Linked DNA regions of Cricetulus griseus: region 1 is linked to region 2. A link is a contact called in public Hi-C data. All regions are on one chromosome and are shown on one strand. The core of a region is the stretch at or near the end of the contact, and the rest is flanking DNA. Distances in the headings are between cores, read along the strand shown. Region 1 holds the start of Trak1 (trafficking kinesin-binding protein 1). Region 2 has its middle 17 kb from the start of Ulk4.

What was found. Hi-C and Micro-C count contacts between places; a contact is called where the count stands out from the background.
Region 1: a contact with region 2 is called in a Hi-C map of liver, with 2.3 times the contacts expected there. The contact joins the promoter of Trak1 here to the enhancer-like site in region 2. A contact is called at or near these places in 3 of 8 Hi-C or Micro-C datasets (the CHL-YN cell line, fibroblasts and liver).

What each region holds. Positions count from the first base shown.
Region 1 is chr4:228,379,049-228,384,875 of CriGri-PICRH-1.0, forward strand. Trak1 (trafficking kinesin-binding protein 1) reads left to right here and starts at 3,445. Exons shown (of 16, transcript XM_027415429.2): 1 at 3,445-3,713.
Region 2 is chr4:228,307,564-228,313,079 of CriGri-PICRH-1.0, forward strand. No RefSeq gene overlaps it. Among named protein-coding and RNA genes, the nearest start is that of Ulk4, 17 kb to the left of the region's middle. Within about 2 kb of position 2,423, at least 2 of the 6 cell types and tissues checked have open chromatin away from gene starts, as enhancers often do.

The DNA of each region.
Region 1 (5,827 bases), core at 2,195-4,694, 73 kb after region 2:
TCCCCTGGGGTACATTCCTCCCTCTGGGTGTACACTTCTCCCCCAGGGGTACACCCTTGGCCTGCACCCCTTTAGCTGACAGAATGGCCAGGTTGCAGAACTTCTCACTGCTTTGCTGACAGGGGTCCGGCCTTCCACTCCTGGGGCTGCATCAAGTCAACCACACAGCCCACAGTGCCGTCTTCACCCCGGGGCAGACCTCTCTAAAGCACTGTTTGCCCCCTCTCTCTGGAAGAAAGCCCTGGCTCTGTGTGCCAGGCTTTGCTATGGCCAGAGCCGTCAGGAACTTCCCTTGAGCCTGACTGAGTGAGGGGAAGGTAGGAGACACAGCATTCGACTGAGGGCCACAAACCAGCTTCACACTGGTCCTGTCTGCTGGCTACATGGCCTTAAAAGTTATTGAATGTCTGAGAATTCTTTCCTTACCTCTAAGTGGGGTTGGTAACTACATTCAGCTAAGAAGAGCTGACCACACAGGGGTGCAGTGATGGTGGACAGTTAAAGTTCCACGGTGGCCAGCACGTCCTGTGCTTCCCATGAGCTCCGTAAGGGCTGGTAGTGAGTGGCACAGGTGTATAGCTGTGTGCTGGCACAGGGAGCTGTTTGAAATGTCATCTTAGGGACATACAAGGCTCACTTCTCTTAGGCAGTTTGAGTAATTCCGAGGATGGTGACTGACACATGAGCTTGCTGCATGCCCAACACGGTTGGCGCGCCTTGGTCACAGCTGTGTGGTCATCTGCTTCACAGTCTCAGGTGTGGACCGAGAGCCCTGGGCTCAGCTGCCTGGGGGAGATTGAGCCTCATCTCAGCAGCCCGGAAGCTTAGCTCCTTCCTCTTCTGGTCTGCACAGACGGTGCCAGAAGCTTTTGTGTGTGCATGTGTGAACACGTTGCACATGTGTACGTGTGGGGGCCGGAGGGTGATGTCGGGTGCCAACCAGTTTCTTTCCACTTTATTTTTAGAGACAGTGTTTCTCACTGAACTTGGGGTCTGCCAATTCTAAGGGAGGTTGTGAGGCCAGTGAACCCCAAAGGTCTATCTGTTTTTGCTTCCCCAGCCCTAGGATTTATAGGTGCCACCAGGGTCACGTCTTACCCGAGGGGTGGGGAGAGAACTCAGGTCCTGTGAACCCACCCTGGCCTCTTCTGCTGTACCGTCCTGGCTGCCTCTTAATTTCTCTTGTCGAGTTCTTCAAGAACTCAAGTCATTAGCAGAAGGTTTGAGTAGAAACGCTGACCTTCAGTGTCAGCAGACTCACACCTTGGGACACACTGTCTCTCCTTTCCCATGGAGCCTGGGGCTGCCCCAGGACGCCTACTGTGACTCTGTTCAAACCCGAAACTGGACGGGGGATCACATGGGTTATTGAGTGGATGATGAAGCTCCATGGTTAAGAACACAGGCTGCTTTTTCAGAGGACCCAGGTTTGATTCCCAGGACCCACACGGCCATTCCAGGGGCTCCAACGCCTTCTTCTGGCCTCCTCAGGCACAAATGTGGTGCACAAAGAGACATGCAGCCAAAACACTTAAACACATGAAATAAATAAATCTTAAAGAAAATTTGGAAATTCACTGTGCTTTTTTTTTTTTTTTTTTTTTTTTTGTATTTTGTTCCTTTTAGTCTCTGCCTTCATGTTCTTTTTTCCTTCTCTTCCGCCCCATGGAACTCATCAGTGTGCCTTTTAACCTGTTTGTGGGTCACTTGAGGTTACCGAAAGTTCTGAGTCTGGGTGCCAGCCTTTCCCCCACCTCTGTGAAGACGTCAGTGACGCGTGCCACTTGTTAGACCGCCTCTGACTACACTCAGTGTCCCGACCCAGTCAGGACACAGCTGGCACAGGGGAAGCCACCTCCTGATCGAGACAGCCAGGGCAGCACCAGCACCAGCCTTGCCCAGAGAGTTAATTCTCATGCTAGCACACTGAGCATGGCTGGTAACTTCTGCCGTGCTGACCTCAAGTCCTGATACCCAGAATGCTTTGGTACTTTCTCACAAGGGATGCTTCTCCACTTATGACCAGGTGTGATAGTCCGGTTGGGGTTCACGTGTCATCCTCCAGAAGCCCAGTTCCAGGCTTCTCTTGCTACAGTTTCCTCACTGTGTGTGGAAAGCATCTCTCTTCCCATTTTGTATTTCCTGTCTCTTTACATCCTATTTACACGTGTGTGCCGTGTGAGTTTATGTGTACCATGGTGCATACAGTACCTGTGGGAGCCATGTCAGAGCCCCTGGAGTTTCAGGAGGTTGTGACCTGCCCAACATGGGTGTCGGGAAGAGCAGTACATGCTCCAGCCTTTTTGAACTTTTGTGTGTATGTCCGCATATGCAGGTGTGTGCCACAACACAGTGGCAGACGTTGAAAGGCAGCCTTGGGTGTCCGTCTCCTCCTCCTACCCCGTTCGCTGCTCTCTGATCTGTACACTAGGCTGCCTGGCCTGTGAGCCTCTCCCACCTCCCATCTCACTGAAAATGCTGGGCTCACAGACGTGACCTACTGTGCCTGACTTTTACGTGAGCTCTGGGTATTTGAACTCTGGTCCTTGAATGGCAAGCACTGGATCCACTGAGCCATCGCCCCAGGCACTGAAGTAGGTTTTGTAGACTCCCACCAGACACTATTTGAGCATGTATGCACACCCATGATGTGTGAGGAGGTAGGTGGGGGAGGTGAAGGACCCCTGCTGGATGGAAGGCTAGCCGCTCCGGGTCCACTATCCTAAAAGATGCACATGCAGGGTAGCTCTTGAAACAGAGAGGAATCTTGGGTAGCTTGTGTCATATACTGACCCTTTCCCCGCAGTTGCCTTTAAGCCCAGGCACATTCCAGCAGTAGTCTGAATTGCCCAGTGGGGCTGATGTTGCCGAAATGGCCCCTTCCAAGGGTTCCTGGCTCTCCCCAGGAGCTTATGAATGGGCTTCATGTGCTTTTGTTGTTTTAAAAATAAGGTTTGGACTTGCCAGGTTCTCAAAGGAGTCTACTGTTTTCTCACTGTTGCTCAACGTGGCCGCTGGACTGAAAGTTCTCCGTGTTGAGAAGAGTTTAATGAATCATGTTGTATGTAGCCGAGTGAACAGATAACCATATTGCACAGAATCTCCCAGGAGTGTGCATCTCCCTCAGAATGCACACTTGGTGCTCTAACCGACACGCCCTGGTACACGCCCTGGCGTCGCCCTTTCAGGATGGCCATCGTCGGACTAGCTGAGGTCATTTTGTTTATTTCTCAGTACTGCCCAGGGCTGAATTCAGTGTATGAAGCCTGTGCTCCACGATGGTCCGGAATGAGGCCTGGTTCTCTGGTGAACCCTTTCTGCAGGGCTAATCACATCTGCCATGATTTTAAAGATTTTGTCTGGATGTATTCAAAGACGTCATGTAATGGTATTCTTCTCTCTGGATTGTTTTGCAGATTCTCTGTGAGCCACCCCTACTGGTACAGTGAACCACCGGGGGCCATCTGCCCGACTGCTCCCAACCACGGCAGCGGGACCCCCCGATGGCAGTGGGCACCTCCCCTTGAAACCTGCCAAGCTGGACGCCACAACCCTGCACGACGACACCTCGGCCAGCTCCACGCCCATCTCTGAGGCTTGCAGCCATGCAGTCCTAGCCTGCAGCCCGGGCATCCCTGAAGAGTACTATGTGAGCGAGGCTGTGGAAGATGCTCCCAGCTACAGAGGGTACCGGGATGCCTGCACCATCACTGGTATGCTGGCCTTTTCCCTGCTGGGGACGGGAAGGGGCTTCAGTCATCCAGCCTGGGGAAGGCGTGCAGCCCCAGGAGCAGGTCTGGGAGTGTATCGTAAGCTTTCTTGTTGCTGTTAACAAAAGGACTGACAATAGCAAGTCCAGAGGGAAGGGTTTTGCTCAGTTTCCTTACCTTGCCTCTCAAGGCCTCAAATAGGATCCCCTTGGCCTCTTTGGACCATCTCCTCTATATGTTCTCCACTCTAGGACATGGGCCTCCTTGTGGGGCCTCCTCTGGAGTCCTTGAGTACAGTGGGGGTGCTGTCCAGCTCTGAGTCCTGAATTGGGAGCTCTCATCTGGGTCTCAGTCCTGAGTGCAAGGGGAGGGTGTCCATGTCCGAGCCCCGATCGAGTCCTGAGTGCGAAGTGGTGTCTGGAAGTGCTGTGGGGTCCATGCTCTCTAATACCCAGGAAGGAGAGCTGATGGGGGAGACAGAGGGGCAGGAAGGAGCTGGTGGCACAGTTGGTACAGGGTACATGGGAGGCCATCGAGGACCAGAGCTGGGATTCCAGCACTGACCCTGCCAGCAGAATCCTGGGAACCTCATCCTCTCCAACCAGTTTCACTTTCTCAAAGCATGGCACCGAGGGCAAAGAAATGGCACCAAGAGATTCGAGAGCTTCCAGCCCTGTGGGGTGTGGAAACCCGAGGTCCTTTGTTGGGATGGCCTGTAGCAAGCCCCAGGGGACCACTGAGAGCCACAGTTCATGCCCTCGATGCCCGGCAGCGGCCCCATACACAGCAGTGCCAATTCAGGCACCACGGTGCATTTGCAGAGCTGGGCGTTCAGCCCCTGCCGTCCCACCCTGCCAAAGGAGAGCCTATCAAGTGGTCAGTGCAACAAAGACATAAAACACAAACATATTCTCTGGGAGACCTTGGATATGCCCGAGAGCGCTTTGCAGATTCTGAAGGCTTTGCCAAGCACAACCCTGGGACACTGCCTGGCATGGTGCCCCCGCCCTCGCTTCCCAGGGAGTCCTGAGAAGAACAGTGGCTTTCTGTTCGACTCTACATTCTAGGCAGAACTAGCCGCCCATCAAAAGCCTTCTCTCCCTGCTCCCCCATTCACCCCACCCTAGAGAGGTGTCATGTTGTGGGAGCGCCCGTTTTCTGTTTGGGGTGGTTTTATAAGATGAGGCGATAGGGTTCCTGGGCTGCTGGAGTTACGTAACCCGTTGTGCGTCCTGGGCAGTGCAGGATCTTTGGCTCTGCCCTAACAAGCAAACTCAGAAAAGTGCTGAGAAAGACGCAGAGCTGTGGCCAAGCTTGCATGGAGGACTGCTCTTTCTCAGGGTCCTCCTTGGAGTTTGCGTCTGCCCATGGCATTGGCCCTTCAGCTCAGGCAGCCCTCCAGGGCCCAGCCTCTGCCAGGACTCTGTCACAAACTGGCTGGGACAAACTCATGTGGTAAGTGTGTTTATGGGATCGTCCGCTATAAATTTGCTTTGTGGCACAGCCAGAAGGGAGCGAAGAGCAGAGGGGACATGGTTTCACCGTGGTTTCAGTTGCCGGTGGCTTCAGGAAATCACCAGGTTAAATGATGGGCAGGTGAAGCGGAGGGCGCTGGAAGGCACTTATTCCCACACCCCCTTTAAGACCGGTGGGTAATCAAGCCAGGTGCAAGATGCAGGCCTGTTCCTTGCTGGCCTGGGTAGGACCCGTCTGTAAAGCCTCTGTCTGCCACCCCCTTCATCTTCCTTTTCCTCTCCCTCCTCCCTCTCCCTCCTTCTTTTTCTGGTTTGTTTTTGTTTTTGGTTTTTGGTTTGTTTTTTTGAGACAGGGTTTCTCTGTATTGCTTTGGAGGGTGTTCTGGCACTCGCTCTGTAGACCAGGCTGGCCTTGAACTCATGAAGATCCTCCTGCTTCTGCCTCTGGGGCACTGGGATTAAAGGCATGGGCCACCACTGCTGGCTTCTTCTCTTCTTTTTGTCACTACTCAGGATCATGCGTTCTGGACAACCGCTCACCACAGAACGCCATCCCTAGCCCATCCTCCCATTTTTAAACAGTTTTAAATTCTGACAGTCTCACTAACACTCTCAGGCCAACCTTGAACTCACTCTGTAGTT
Region 2 (5,516 bases), core at 1,173-3,672:
GATATAATAAACTGGTTAATGTATTCTCTTAGTCTCATGTCTCATCTTGCAACCCTTCTTTCTTTCTAATTTAAGCAAAAACCTAACACTCTCAGCGGCCAAGTGCTGACTATGTAAACAAAATACCCCAGCTCAGACACCCAAGCACCCACATAGAAAGCCAGGCATGGCTTCGTGTGACTGTCACAGCAGTGCTAGGGGCAGGGAAGGGCAGAGACTGGCTGATCCCAAAGGCTTGCTGGCCTGTCGAGCCTCATCAGTGAGCCCCGGGTTCAGTGAGAGACCTGGTCTCAAAGACTAAGGTGGCTATCCGCAAAAGAGGGAGCAGGAAGAGTTTAAAAGCCAGCCGGGCATTGGTGGCACACGCCTTTAATCCCAACACTCAGGAGGCAGAGGCAGGCGGATCTCCATGAGTTCGAGGCCAGCCTGGTCTAGATCGAGTTCCAGGAAAGGCTCCAAAACAATACAGAGAAACTCTGTCTCAAAAAAAAAAAAAAAAAAAAAAAAAAAACAAGAAACAACAACAACAACAAAAAAAAACAAAACTAAAAAAAAAGAATTTAAGAGCCACAGGATGGGGAGGAGGGCTGTGGAGTGCTGTCCTCTGTCACACACATGAATTCACGGTAGCTCTATCACAAGATGGAGCTGGACAAAATTGGGCAGAGATGGGATTATTTCCAGGCCCCACCCCTGAGGAGGACCTAGTGGCCTTAGACAGCTGCTGCTGGTGGTGGTGGGGACAATCATTCTTTTCTGAGGATGTAGCTGTATCCTTTCTTGAGTCTTGGCTCCTGTGGATGTCCCACGAACGGCTTGAACGTATGGGCGGCACCAACTAGATTTACGGGGTTATTGAAAGAAAAAAAGACATGGAGTTGTGAGGGGAATGTGTTGAGGACGCTATGGAAGGATCTGGAAGACCGACATGGGGACATAACTGACCATATTTCATTGTTTACATGCACACAATTCTCAAGAAGGGGGCTGGAGAGACGGCTCAGCAGTTAAGAGCACTGGATGCTCTTCCCGGGGACCCAGGTTCCATCCCCAGCACCCACACAACAGCTCACAACCGTCTGTAATTCCTGTTCCAGGGGATCTAACACCCTCATACATACATACATGCAGGCAAAACCCCAATGCACATGAAATTAAAATAAAATAAAATAAAGATAGTCTTGTCTGTGCACGTAGCAAATTTAACATTGACCCAATAGTTTAAGATCCAGCTGTGTTGGGCTGGAGAGCTGGCTCAGCAGTTAAAGGCTAGGCTCACAACCAAAAATATAAAATATAAGATCCAGCTTTGTCACCCAGAATGCTCTGAGCATCACCCAGAGCCCATAGAGGCTTATCCTGTAGCCACAGACCTCCTCTTCCTGACAGGTCTGAAATATCTAGTTTTGTTTCTTTGTTTTTTTTATGGCATTGTGATTTCAGAACGCAGCTCACCCCCTTCCACAGATTTAGCTCATAAGGGAATTGCTGGAGTGTCATTCTCCTGGGACTACCCCATAGACGAGTGTCCTGAAGGCGATGTTTACCTAGCCGACCGGTGGTCAAGGTGTCTCTATAGACACATGCTGTTGCTGAGAGTCTGTGGGGAAATGGGCTAGCCCAAGCAAACATCTATTGACAAATGCCCCCGTGCTCGGCACACACACATTCCCAGCATGAGCTGGTGGCATTGGTGGTGCACGCCTTTAATTCCAGCACTCGAGAGGCAGAGTTCGAGGCCAGCCTGGTCTACAAGAGCTAGATCCAGGATAGGCTCCAAAGTCACAGAGAAACCCTGTCTTGAAAAACCAAAAAAAAAAACAAAAAAAAAACAAAAAAATATTTTGCCTGAACAACTTCCCTATTCATTTCCTATCTAGCCCTGAAACTTGGAGGGGTTTATTTCCTCCGCATTTTCGGTTCAGGTTGGAGTTTGCTCCAAGCCCGTTCAGTGTCCCCTGTGACCGGTTGCAAGGGACCACTGGAAACCAGCTCGCGTGGGCTGGGCCGCGTTAAAACCTCTGCGAGTTATTTGCTTGAAAGCCCCCGGGAGGGCTTCATTGCCCCCTCTGCCACCCCCACGGGCTCCTTCACCCTTTGGTGGCGTTGCCCACAGGGACGGTCCAAGGACCCCTCCTGAGCTCCTAACTCCGTGCTTGACTCCGGGGCGGGTTCCGCAGGACGAGCGCGCTGGCAGCGGCGTCCCCAAGCGCGCGGGTCGGCACGCACGCTCCGGGATGCCGAGTGGGCCAGCGCTTCGGGGGTCCCGGAGCCTCTCTCTGCGGGGGACGAGGAGCATCGCTCCGGGGACCGTCGCGCAGGTGGCGGGGCGGGCGGGCGGGGCGGGCGGGGCGGGGCGGGGGCGGGCGGCGGGGAGGGCCCGGCGCGCGTCGGGCGGTGACGGCAGCGCGAGGGCGCGCGAGCCCGGCCGCGCGAGCCATGGCGAAGGCCGCGCTGCGGCGCCCGCGACACGGTCCCCCCCCGGCCCAGTCCCCGCCGCGCCCCCGCCCGCGCCCCGGGCCCACTCGGCCCCGCCCCCGCGCGCCCCCGGCCCGTGACACGCGCGCGAGGAGCCCCGGAGCGTCCGCGATCGCCCGGGCACCCGCCCACGCCGAACCCCCAGCCCCGCGCCAGCCGCCGGCGCCGGGGCCGGCCGAGCGCGACGCGGAGCAGCGACACCGGCCCCGGGACCGCCCGCCGCCCCCGCGCCTCCTGCGGGTAAGTCGCCGCCGCTGCTCCGGGCCTGCGGCCGGGGAGGGGCCGCGGCCCGACCGCTCCCTCGTGGCACCTGCAGGGCCGGGGACACCCGGGAAGCTGCCCTGAGGCCACCGCGTCCCGCCGCGCCGCGCGCACTCGGATTCCGGGCCCCGGCAGCCTAGGTGACAGTCGGGCGACCTTCAGCGAGCCGCGGGCCGGCGCCGCTCGCACGTTCCCACTCGCCGCCTGAACTTGGTGTGCGCGACGACGTGCGCCCAGGGACCCCTCTCCCCATCCCGAGAGTGGAGGAGCTCACTTTGGGTCACTTTTTCTTGACTCTTGTTTTACAGTTCTCTGTCGTCTCCAAGGTCAGCCTCCTGCGGGTAAAAAGCAAACGCCATGAAGTGTCTCGCTATTATTTAAGGGCAAATTTTAAAAGTTCCCTGGCTGGGTGCTGGGTGCCCCTCCCCAACCCCTTAAGACTCAGTCTTGGAACCGTTTACCGCGCTGGTTAGACAGAGACTTTACTGCACACTTTGAGCAGGAAGAAGGAACGCCGAGGCCTCTGGGGGTTTTTGTTTCCTGATTTGTTTCGCCAAACTTTGAAACGGTGTGTGAGCGTGGACGCCACCGTCTGCGGCGTGGAGCCAGAACCCGCGCTCTTTCCTACCTGGTCTTTCTGGTCTGGGGGAGGTGAGAGGAAGACATAAGGAAACAGGCTAGTTACAGGGTCTTCTCCATTTTCTGATATACTGAACAGCCAAGGAGGGGGCAGCTTGAGGTCTGACCAGCCTCCAGCTCCCTGAGGGCGTGTGGTTGTGTGTGTGTGTGTGTGTGTGTGTGTGTGTGTGTGTGTGTGTGTGTGTGTGTGTGTGTGTGTGTCTGCGTGCGCAGGTGCAGTGGGGCAGTCTCGCCTTTGGGGTGGAGATGACAGGTGGAGGTGGACTTGGGTGACAGACAGCTCTGCCTTCCCCTTTGGTCACACTCTAAAGGCTGTAGCCTCTGTGATCTCTGACCCCCAGTTGCTCACAGAGAAGCCCAGACAAGCAGAGAAGTAGCCAAGGATCAGAGCTGGTCCCAAAGTGAGTTAGAGCGCCCAGTCGAGGCACAGTAGGTTTGCCAAGGGCTGGGTTGCTGTTGGCCACTTGGCAAGGCACCAGGCCCATTTCCTGTTTGATGCCCCAGGGACTGTTGGGGTCTGGTTTCCTGCGCAGAGCCCAGCTCTCCCTTTGGACGTGTCTCCACCCTGGTGAGGTAAGGACACTGGTCTCTGGTCTCAGAGTAGGGACGCCTACATTTCTTCTCCCTCTGCAGTCTGTGTGACCTTGCCCCGACAACCTCCCTTAGCTGGCTGTCCCCCAGACTCAACTGGACCAATGGGTGGGAAGAGAGTTGGTGTTATTTCATTGACTCCATACCATTGTAGGGTTCTCAGCTCTGGCTGTCCTTGTAGCTTGGTAACTTTTTAGAAGTCCTCTTGTGAACAGTTGGGAGGTATAATAATTATGGCAGTTATAACTTTTGTAGGTGTATGGTGTGGGTCAAGTCAGATACTGTCAATGGGCTTTGAGAGTGATAGGTGGTGTGTGATTCACACCGAACGGGGTTTCAAACTTTCAGTTTCCAAATGATCTAGCAGTGAGCCACTCCGAGGCTGTCCCTGGTCTTTATATACCTGTAGTTTATATACCTCTACATTACTAGATGGTTCTGGTGTGAGCCACCTGGGCTCCCTGCCCTGCACCTCCCACTCCCAGGTACAGAGCAGGCCTCTGGGAGTTTTATAAAGGCCTGATTGTTCAGTTAACTCAAGCATCTGATAAGAGAGTGGGTGAGCAGGCGGGCACCAGGAGAGGTCCTTTCTCTCTTTCAGGGTTCAGGTGAGCAAGGTTTGAAGGGTGAGGCACTCCCTTAAACTTGCTGCAGGCTGTACACACACAATCGGGCCTCTTGCATTTTATTTCATTTATTACTGTGTGTATGATATTGTATGGAGGTCAGAGGTCAGCTCCTTCCACCTCATCGAGGGGTCCCCAGATGGAGCCCAGGTCATCAGGCTCCACAGCCTGGCCTTTTAAAGTACCTTATGTCTCTGCCCTAGGAGCTCGATAAACAGAGAATATGGACCCCATCTGTTTGGACCTGTGTGGTTTGGGGGGAGGGGCAAAGGATGCTGTTTTTCAGAGATGCTAAAAGACGAGTTTCCACAGGAAGGGCCGCATGGGCCATTTGGGCCTTTGACTCCTTTGCTGTCTGGGGCTTTCGTCTGCCGGGTGGGGGGAGCTCTGATGAATGGAGTGCTCTGGCTCCGCCCCATTTTTCTTTCTTTCTGAACAATGTTCCTTGATCCAGCTTGACCTCTTAGGGGTACCCAAGTGAGGGCTACTCTCAGCCTTGAAAAGGTCCCTCTAAGTACGTGATGTACGTGAGAGCCGGCAGTCTGTCTGAAGGTGGCCGAGACTTGGTGGTGCTGAACTGCCTCAGGCTTTGTGTTTTCTGAGTGGCTATGAGGCACAACGCACAGGCAGAAGCTTGCTTCATGAGGGAGCTGCTGCTAGCACACCAGAGGTGGGATGGGGTGAGACGGTGGCCGGTGGACTTCGGCTCTCAGAAATCCTTGCCTAGGCTTTGGGCCGGTCATCCTGCCAGCTCCAGAGCCACCTGTCCGGGCGGCCTCACCTTTCTAAGAAGCACTTTGCAGCCAGCGCTCTGGCTAACGTGTTGCAGTGACTTCTCAAGCGGCTGCTTACGGCTGGCGGCCTCCATGCGTCAGACCATAAAGTGGGTTATCTTAATGCTTGTAATTTAGTCCTGTGGCC